Regions from separate parts of the Capra hircus genome. Here region 2 is linked to region 1. Evidence: chromatin contacts called from public Hi-C data. All regions are on one chromosome and are shown on one strand. Each heading gives the region's core, a stretch centred on a gene start, on an enhancer-like site or on the middle of the called end of the contact. The rest is flanking DNA. Distances are from core to core; before and after follow the strand shown.

Evidence for each region. Hi-C and Micro-C count contacts between places; a contact is called where the count stands out from the background.
Region 2: a contact with region 1 is called in a Hi-C map of blood, with 5 times the contacts expected there. The contact joins the enhancer-like site here to the promoter of CDKN1A in region 1. A contact is called at or near these places in 2 of 5 Hi-C or Micro-C datasets (both in blood).

Annotation. Positions count from the first base shown.
Region 1 is chr23:38,161,911-38,165,579 of ARS1.2, forward strand. It overlaps CDKN1A (cyclin-dependent kinase inhibitor 1), which reads right to left and starts at 2,415. Exons shown (of 3, transcript XM_018039118.1): 1 at 2,285-2,415.
Region 2 is chr23:38,207,284-38,210,623 of ARS1.2, forward strand. No RefSeq gene overlaps it. Among named protein-coding and RNA genes, the nearest start is that of SRSF3, 25 kb to the right of the region's middle. Within about 2 kb of position 1,993, at least 1 of the 5 cell types and tissues checked has an H3K27ac peak or open chromatin away from gene starts, as enhancers often do.

The DNA.
Region 1 (3,669 bases), core at 1,165-3,664:
CTCTCAAATTCTGAGATTTCCTCACCAGAGAGGAGCTCCTCACCACTTGAGGAGCTTTTTCAAAATGTAGATTTGACAGGCCCCTTCTTCCCCAGATGATTAAATTCAAGGGCTTGACAGTTCTCCAGATGGGCATGCTTGGGGTGCCAGCCAAGAAGGGACACACAGAATGGCTTGAATAGACACTACAGATCTCAGGGCTTCATTGGCAAGAGGAGGAACCCTGCTAGGGTTTTATCATGCCTTGGACTTCAACCATATTTTCATTCCCAAATAATCAGTAAGCACTCAGTAAACACTGCAGATCCAATGGGGGCACTACTTTTAAGAGAGGAGTGGGCAAAGACTCAGCATCAGTACCAGAGTAGATTACATTGGGAATCAAAGGCTGGTGAAGACTCATTCCGCGGGAAGGCGGGTTAGCTATTAGCCATGTGGCCAGAAGAGGGCGCCGGTCTCCAGGAAATCACGCGCGGAGGGGGAGCTGCGTGGGCAGAGCTTGGGAGGCCGGCAGCGAGCTGTGATGAGTCAGTTTCCTGCAAAGCGCTACCCGCCCGCCAAAACTTCGCTTCCACTCCCGCTGCACGTCACCCTGGGGTGGGGAGGGGGAGTGGGAGGGGGATCGGGGGCCGCGAACACGTCACGCTGAGCCAGTCAGGCTTCCGAAACGCCCGCCACTATTGGGAAACAGCGCGCTCTCGCGCCGCCTCTTGTGAAACACGCGCGTACGCGCGTACACACACACACACACACACACACACACACGGCACGCACACACACACGGCACGCACGCAACAAGCGCGCCGAGATCTGTTCCCTCCACCTTATCTCCACGCCCAAAGCAAGGGATGAGTCAGATCCCTGAAAAATAAAAATAGACGGGAGCAACGAAAACAAAACCGCTCTTAAGTCCTCCCCGAAACGCAACGTGGAGGAAGGGGAAGGAGGGAGGGAGGGAGCTGCCCGGGCGCCCTAAAGCACCAAACCCAGTTCCAGGATTCTTGTCCCTACGGGGAACGCGCAAGTGTCCTCCGAGGGCCCCAGACCAGGCGGACAAGGCGGACGCACTACAGTCCGCGCTGGGCGGTGGCGTCCGAAGGGCGAATCGCCCTGCTCTGCTAGCCCTGTTGTCCTTGGAGAGGGAATTCCGGACTGGCTTGGAGTCCCTGAAAGCAGGTGACGGAGGCCTGAGCAGCGACGCACCGCGAAGCCCCATCCCTCAAACACAGGACCTTTCCTTCCCTTCCCCCACCGCCCCCGTCCTGGGCTGGGTGCCCCCACCGCGCCGCAGAGCAGAGCTCGGCTCCTGTCCCCGAGTCCGTCCGGCCGACCCAAGGGCAGGCTGGGCCGGGGTTCTCACGGCAGCGCTGGGAGAGAGGTAGGTCCGGCTTCGGGGCTTCCCTAACTGACAGGCTGGCGCAAGCCCACCCAGCGCCCGGCCGCGGCTCCGGGTCCCAGAGGGCGCGCCTCGGGGCAGGGACCGGACACCCGGTCTTGGACCTCCCGGTGTCCCGGTTTCCCTGAGAACACTCTGTGCCAGCCAAATAGGTCACTGTGCTGATTGATGGTGGCGGCGTGGGGGCACAGAGACCGTGGAGAGGGAGAAGGGACTTCTGGCGGAGCCACAGTCTCCCAGCCCTGGCGGAGTTCTGATGTCACCCGGCTCGTTCCCCGGGGTCTTCTTGTCACCGTGAGTCACCTCCCAGCTTACTCTTAAGGAACGTGTCCCGACACGTTCCCAGGGGCCCAGGACACAGCCGGAGCTGACCTCAGCAGCACCGGGGACTCTGACCTCGGTTCTGGGCCAGGACGACACCGATCGGATCTGAGAACCGCCCGGGAATGGATCCCAGATGAACCTGTTCGGCTTGGCTTTCCCCGCCCCTCCCGGAGTCCTGCGCGGACCGGGCTTTGTCCCCACGCAGCGAGCGTGCCGAGCCTGGAGTCCCGGGCGCACCCTCGGCCGGGTCCACGCCTTCCCTCGCCCCGGCGGAGTTTCCAGGGGAGGGATCGCAGAGGGGAGATCCCTAGTACTTGGGCGCCTTCTCCGCGCCCGGAGCCTCCGACGCATCCCGGGCCCTGTCCCCACACGCGCACTCACAGCCCTTGGTGCACTCCAAACCGAGACCCGCGCGCAGGGCCCCGCGCGCCATTCACCTGTGAACACAGGACACACGCGCCCCCGCGGATACACACCCCCCAGGGGCACGGACAAACACGCGGACTCGCTCGGCTCGGCTCGGGAGCCTCAGCTCGGGATCCGCTCTGGCCCCGGCTCCCTCACCTCTCCTGGGGGTCTCGGGACGTCTCCGTGAATCTGCGCGCAGCGCCGGGTCTCCCAACCACGGTCTCCAGCCGCTGCTCACACCTCAGCTGGCGCCGCCGGGCGCCGGGCGCCGGGCTTATAAAGAGGCTGGAGGCGGGACCGGCCGCTCCGCCCACAGCGGCGCTTCTGCTCCGACGGCTCCCCGATGACTCCGCTGCCAACCTCACAGGCTGCAGGGGGGCGCTTCCCTCCTTCCCACTCTCCGCGCCTGGGTTTGTGCACTTGACATATTTCCGCAAGAACTGAGTCCCAGTTCTCTTTTTTTTTCCCCCCAGTTCGGGGTGGTTGGGGTGGGGAGGGCGAGTTGGACCTCCCACCAACGTGACGGCGGCGCTATTGGGACCAGACGGACTAGCCCCCCTCCCTGACCCACCACCGACTGGCTCTGGGCAAGGATTTACCCCAACACCTGAATAAACCACGAGGAATGACATTAATAAAGGAAAAAAGATCCTTAAATAATTTTGTTTTTAAAACAACACTTCACTTTGCAATTCCCAGAAAAGCCCCACTGTACCACCATGGGTCCCTCACTACACCACCTCTCCCCATCACCTGAGGCACCCAGAGACCCCAACAAAGCATTCTTGGGGGCCAGAACGGATTCAATTCCCTTTATTTCACAGAAGAGGATTCAATTCCCCGTATTTCACAGAAGAGGAATCCGACCGAAGCCCACAGAACTAAAGGGGTGAGAAGTTATTTGTCAAATGCTCCAGGGAAGGACGGAATTGGGGACACTGCCAAGAAAGGGCTAGCTTGGTCTCCAGGGAAAATGGGACACTGAGCTAAGCTTCCCACCCCCTCCTCCTCACCGCCTATATCCACCTCCCGTCTCACCTTAGCAGAGGAAAGCTCAATCTGATTGCTGTGGATTTGCGGGCTGGGAAGGGGAGAAGGATTGGGTGGGTGAGTTATCTCCTGGGTAATCCCCACCCACCACATACACTGCTGCAAAGGGAGGCTCAGAGCTTGGAGGCCTGACTCAGGGGATACAGCAAGTCAATGGTGATGGTTAGAACACAGACCTTTTGCTTCTCATCCAGAGCTCTCTGCTTATTGCCCTGTTTCAGCGGCTTTAGAATACAAGATATGCCTAGCACCTGTCATTTCCAGGCAATACTCTGAGGTGACACGGACGAAAGCAATTCTAGAAAGGCCAACCAGAGCTTCCAGCAGATGCAAAAGCTAGTGAGGTGCCCTGCTGCTCCCCATCCCCACTTGTACCCCACCTTTGCTTCCTTCCTTCATCTGAAATATTTTTGATTTCTGCCTGTAAAAAAATTGCAGAGAACAGAGTGTTAATCTGAACAGAAATTGACTAAAACATAGAATGCAGGCTG
Region 2 (3,340 bases), core at 743-3,242, 45 kb after region 1:
TGGCCATCAGGTGCCTGTACCTCTGCCCACCTGGCTCCAGGGAGGGAAGATGGGCAAAAGCTACATTCCCAGCAAGACTGTTCTGCGCCGGGTAGGCGCGTGTCCACTTGGTGCCTTCTCTGCAGTTCAACTCAACAGACACATATCGTACATCTGCTAGTACAAGGCTAACAGGCTAGTTAGTATTAATGCTCTCTGAATCTTTTTTTTAAATACATATTTTGGAGGAATGGCCTCACAGGGGCTGAGCTGAAAAGAGCTAAGAACCCTTAGCAGTGAGAACTTGAGAAGCCAGTGGGCCTCTACACTGCCAGCAGGGAGGGACAGGGGGCTTTACTTGACTCAGGGGCCATTTGTCAGAACAGATCAAAAGTCCAAAAACATGCATTATCTGACTTGGGGAAGTCTAGGAATCCATCACAAGATGATATCACAAAACGACCTGGTTTTTTTTTTTTTAGTCTTGGCTCTAATGTGGGTGCCTTAGGGCAAGTCACAGCCTCATCCCTAGAATGGGGTTTAATAATGGCATCCCACCAGGCAGGGCCGAGGAAGAAATGAGACAGTGCTTCAAATGCAGTAATTTCTCACTGATACCAGCATCTTACTCGGGGGACCCTCAGATACAGAGCCCCAGATAAGAATTTGGGAGGCGAGCCCAGGAATCACGTGGGGCTCTGAGACGGGGAGGGAAGGAAGTCCCTGCAGGGCACAGGCATCCCGCTGTGCACAGAATGAGCTGCCTGACAAGCAGAGTTCCGAAGGTGAGGGCGTACCTGGAGGTCTCTATTCCTGTAAGTCTTGCTTTTAAAATGCTCAAGACTGTCTCCACAGTTGAAGGTGAGGGAAAAATATTCTCAGGTTTAAGCCACTTATTTTGCTCTTCTGTTATACACAGCTGAGTTTAATAATCCTTATCTGAAGCTGGAGGCCAGTGGCTGTCCCCAGCAAGAAGCTTTCCAGGGGGACCCAGTGTGGAGGCCCAGTAACACAGGCAAATGCTGTGATACTAACATCTCCCTAGGGAAATGATCTCACCAAGGGACTCTACTCACACTACCCACCCTCCTGGAGCCTAATTTTGTAGTGGAAAAAGCTCTCCTAGGTAGGAGTTCATCCCTCCCACCCAAATCCCTAGGGTGTCTGGCACCTCCTTCCTGCTCAGAGGTGTCACGGCACCTCCCCAAACGTGGCCTCCCTGCGCCCAACCCTTCCCAAGCCCTCCTTCACAACTGATCCGATCCCTGTGCCCTTCTCCTTGGCGTCTGGTCTCTTAGGCAGCAGCTAGCACTTCTGACAAGTGAATTGGTGTTACTGGGTTAATGTGTCACCCTCCAAGTAGCCAGCAGGCTACTTTGACAGGAGCCAGGAGGAGTCGAGGCCCTGTGCCCAGAGCCGAGCGACATGAAGATCACCAGAAAAGCTAGAGGCCCCCCTGCTGCTGGCCTCACTTCCTGTGTGCCACTCCTGTTTCCCCCTTCATCCCATGCCCTCCCTTTGCACAGCCGACCATGGTCGTAGCTCCTACCTCAGCAAATGCCAGGTCCCCCCCTCCCCTGCCATTTGGCCTGAGCTGCCACACTGAAAGCGAAAGGAGGAGTCAGAACAGAAAGAAAAATAATAAAACTACTGAAAGAGAAGAAACAGCTGGCAGAATGTTGGAAAAATTCCCAGGCGGGAATCCCCAGCCCTCAAGGGCTATGCCTGGCTGAGGACCTTCTTAAAGGGCAATCTTGAAATATGTTCTTCACATCATGGCCAACTCACAGGAGTACCCGATCCCTGGACCCCACCCTGCCGCAGAGTAGGGTATATGCGGTCAGAGGGTCAGAGCTGAGTTAGGGTGGGAGGGCGGGGGGAAGGGCTGAAGGACGCAGCAGGGACGTGATGCATGAGGATCCAAGCTCTTCTGGGATTCCGGGGGACAGGCAAACCCAGCAAGGAGAGGGCTTGGCAAAACCGTGCAGCCAAGAGGGCGTGCGTGCAGGTGCAGGGAGGGGGCCGCCGGGAGGCTGGACTGGCAGCAGCCGGGCAGTGGCGGCCAAAAAAAATAAAGTTGGCCGCTCTTACCTAAACCCAAGTGGAACTTTATATCCGTTCAGGAAACATGGATGGAAACTGGAATAGGTTGAAAAAGGGGTCTGGCTTGTGCTTCTGCAAGTCTGAAGCAGGCATGACAGAGGTCGGTAGGCAGGGAGGCAAAGCAGTGGTACCACGAGCACAAAAGCCAGGCTCCCACCAGGCCTGGGGACCGGCAGACCGGCCACCAGGAGGGGCCGGCGTTAGGATTTCTGATGAAGAAATATGAAGGGGCCTGCAGGGCAGAGACGGGGGTGGGGGACAGGGGGTGAAGGAGAATAGGAGCGGGTCTGCAACTTACCCGAACGCTGGGTTTGAGGTAATGGAGTTTGGAGAGAAAAAACCAAGGCTGGACTTGGCACAAATCATGTCTTCTGGCCAAGTCTGGGAGACCTTTCGTGTTTTGGGCTCAGGGCCTGACCCACAAGAGAGGCCCCGTCACCCTTTGTGAAATGCAGTCACTGATAATACAAAGAATAATCCGCAGTAAACCAGCAGTCAGTCCTCCTCGAGGAGGAGAGAATAATTTCCACCAAGTTCACTAATTCCACACAAGCTATGACCTAAGGAATGTCCCGAGCCCTATCAACTGATTCTTCTGTCTTCACTCTTCTCCCTCCAGCCAGTAAAGTTAGAGGGGTTCGCTGCCCGCCCCCAAACCCCCAAGTCCTTCCAGCCATGTGCTTCTCCCCATTTGACTCCACACACCCCCCACCCCGGAGTGGGCTTCCCCTGTGGTTCGGCTGGTAAAGACTCCACCTGCAGTGCAGGAGACCTGGGTTTGATCCCTGGGTTGGGAAGATAGCCTTGAGAAGGGAAAGGCTACCCACTCCAGTATTCTGGCCTAGAGAATTCTACGGACTGTATAGCCCATGGGGTCGCAAAGAGTCGGACACAACTGAGCGACTTTCACGTTCACGCCCCCAGCGTAATCTTCCAAAGACACTTGGATACCCACTTTCCCTGCCCAGCATGCGCCACCATCCAGACCAGCCCGTGTTGCCTGGCAACCTGACCTCCCACCCTTTCTCACCGAGGGTGGTGGAGTATTGGAATGGCAGGGCCAGAGCGGCCAGAGTGGCCAGAGCGGGGCTCTGAGTCTGCAGATGCCTCCACTCTCCGTGCCAACACTTCCTCATCTGCGGACTAGAGACAATAACCATGCCTACTTTATGTGGATGTTTTGAGGATTAAATGAGTAAATAAAGTACTTGAAACAAGTGCGAGGTATGTAGTAAGCACTCAATAAGTGTGAGCTATT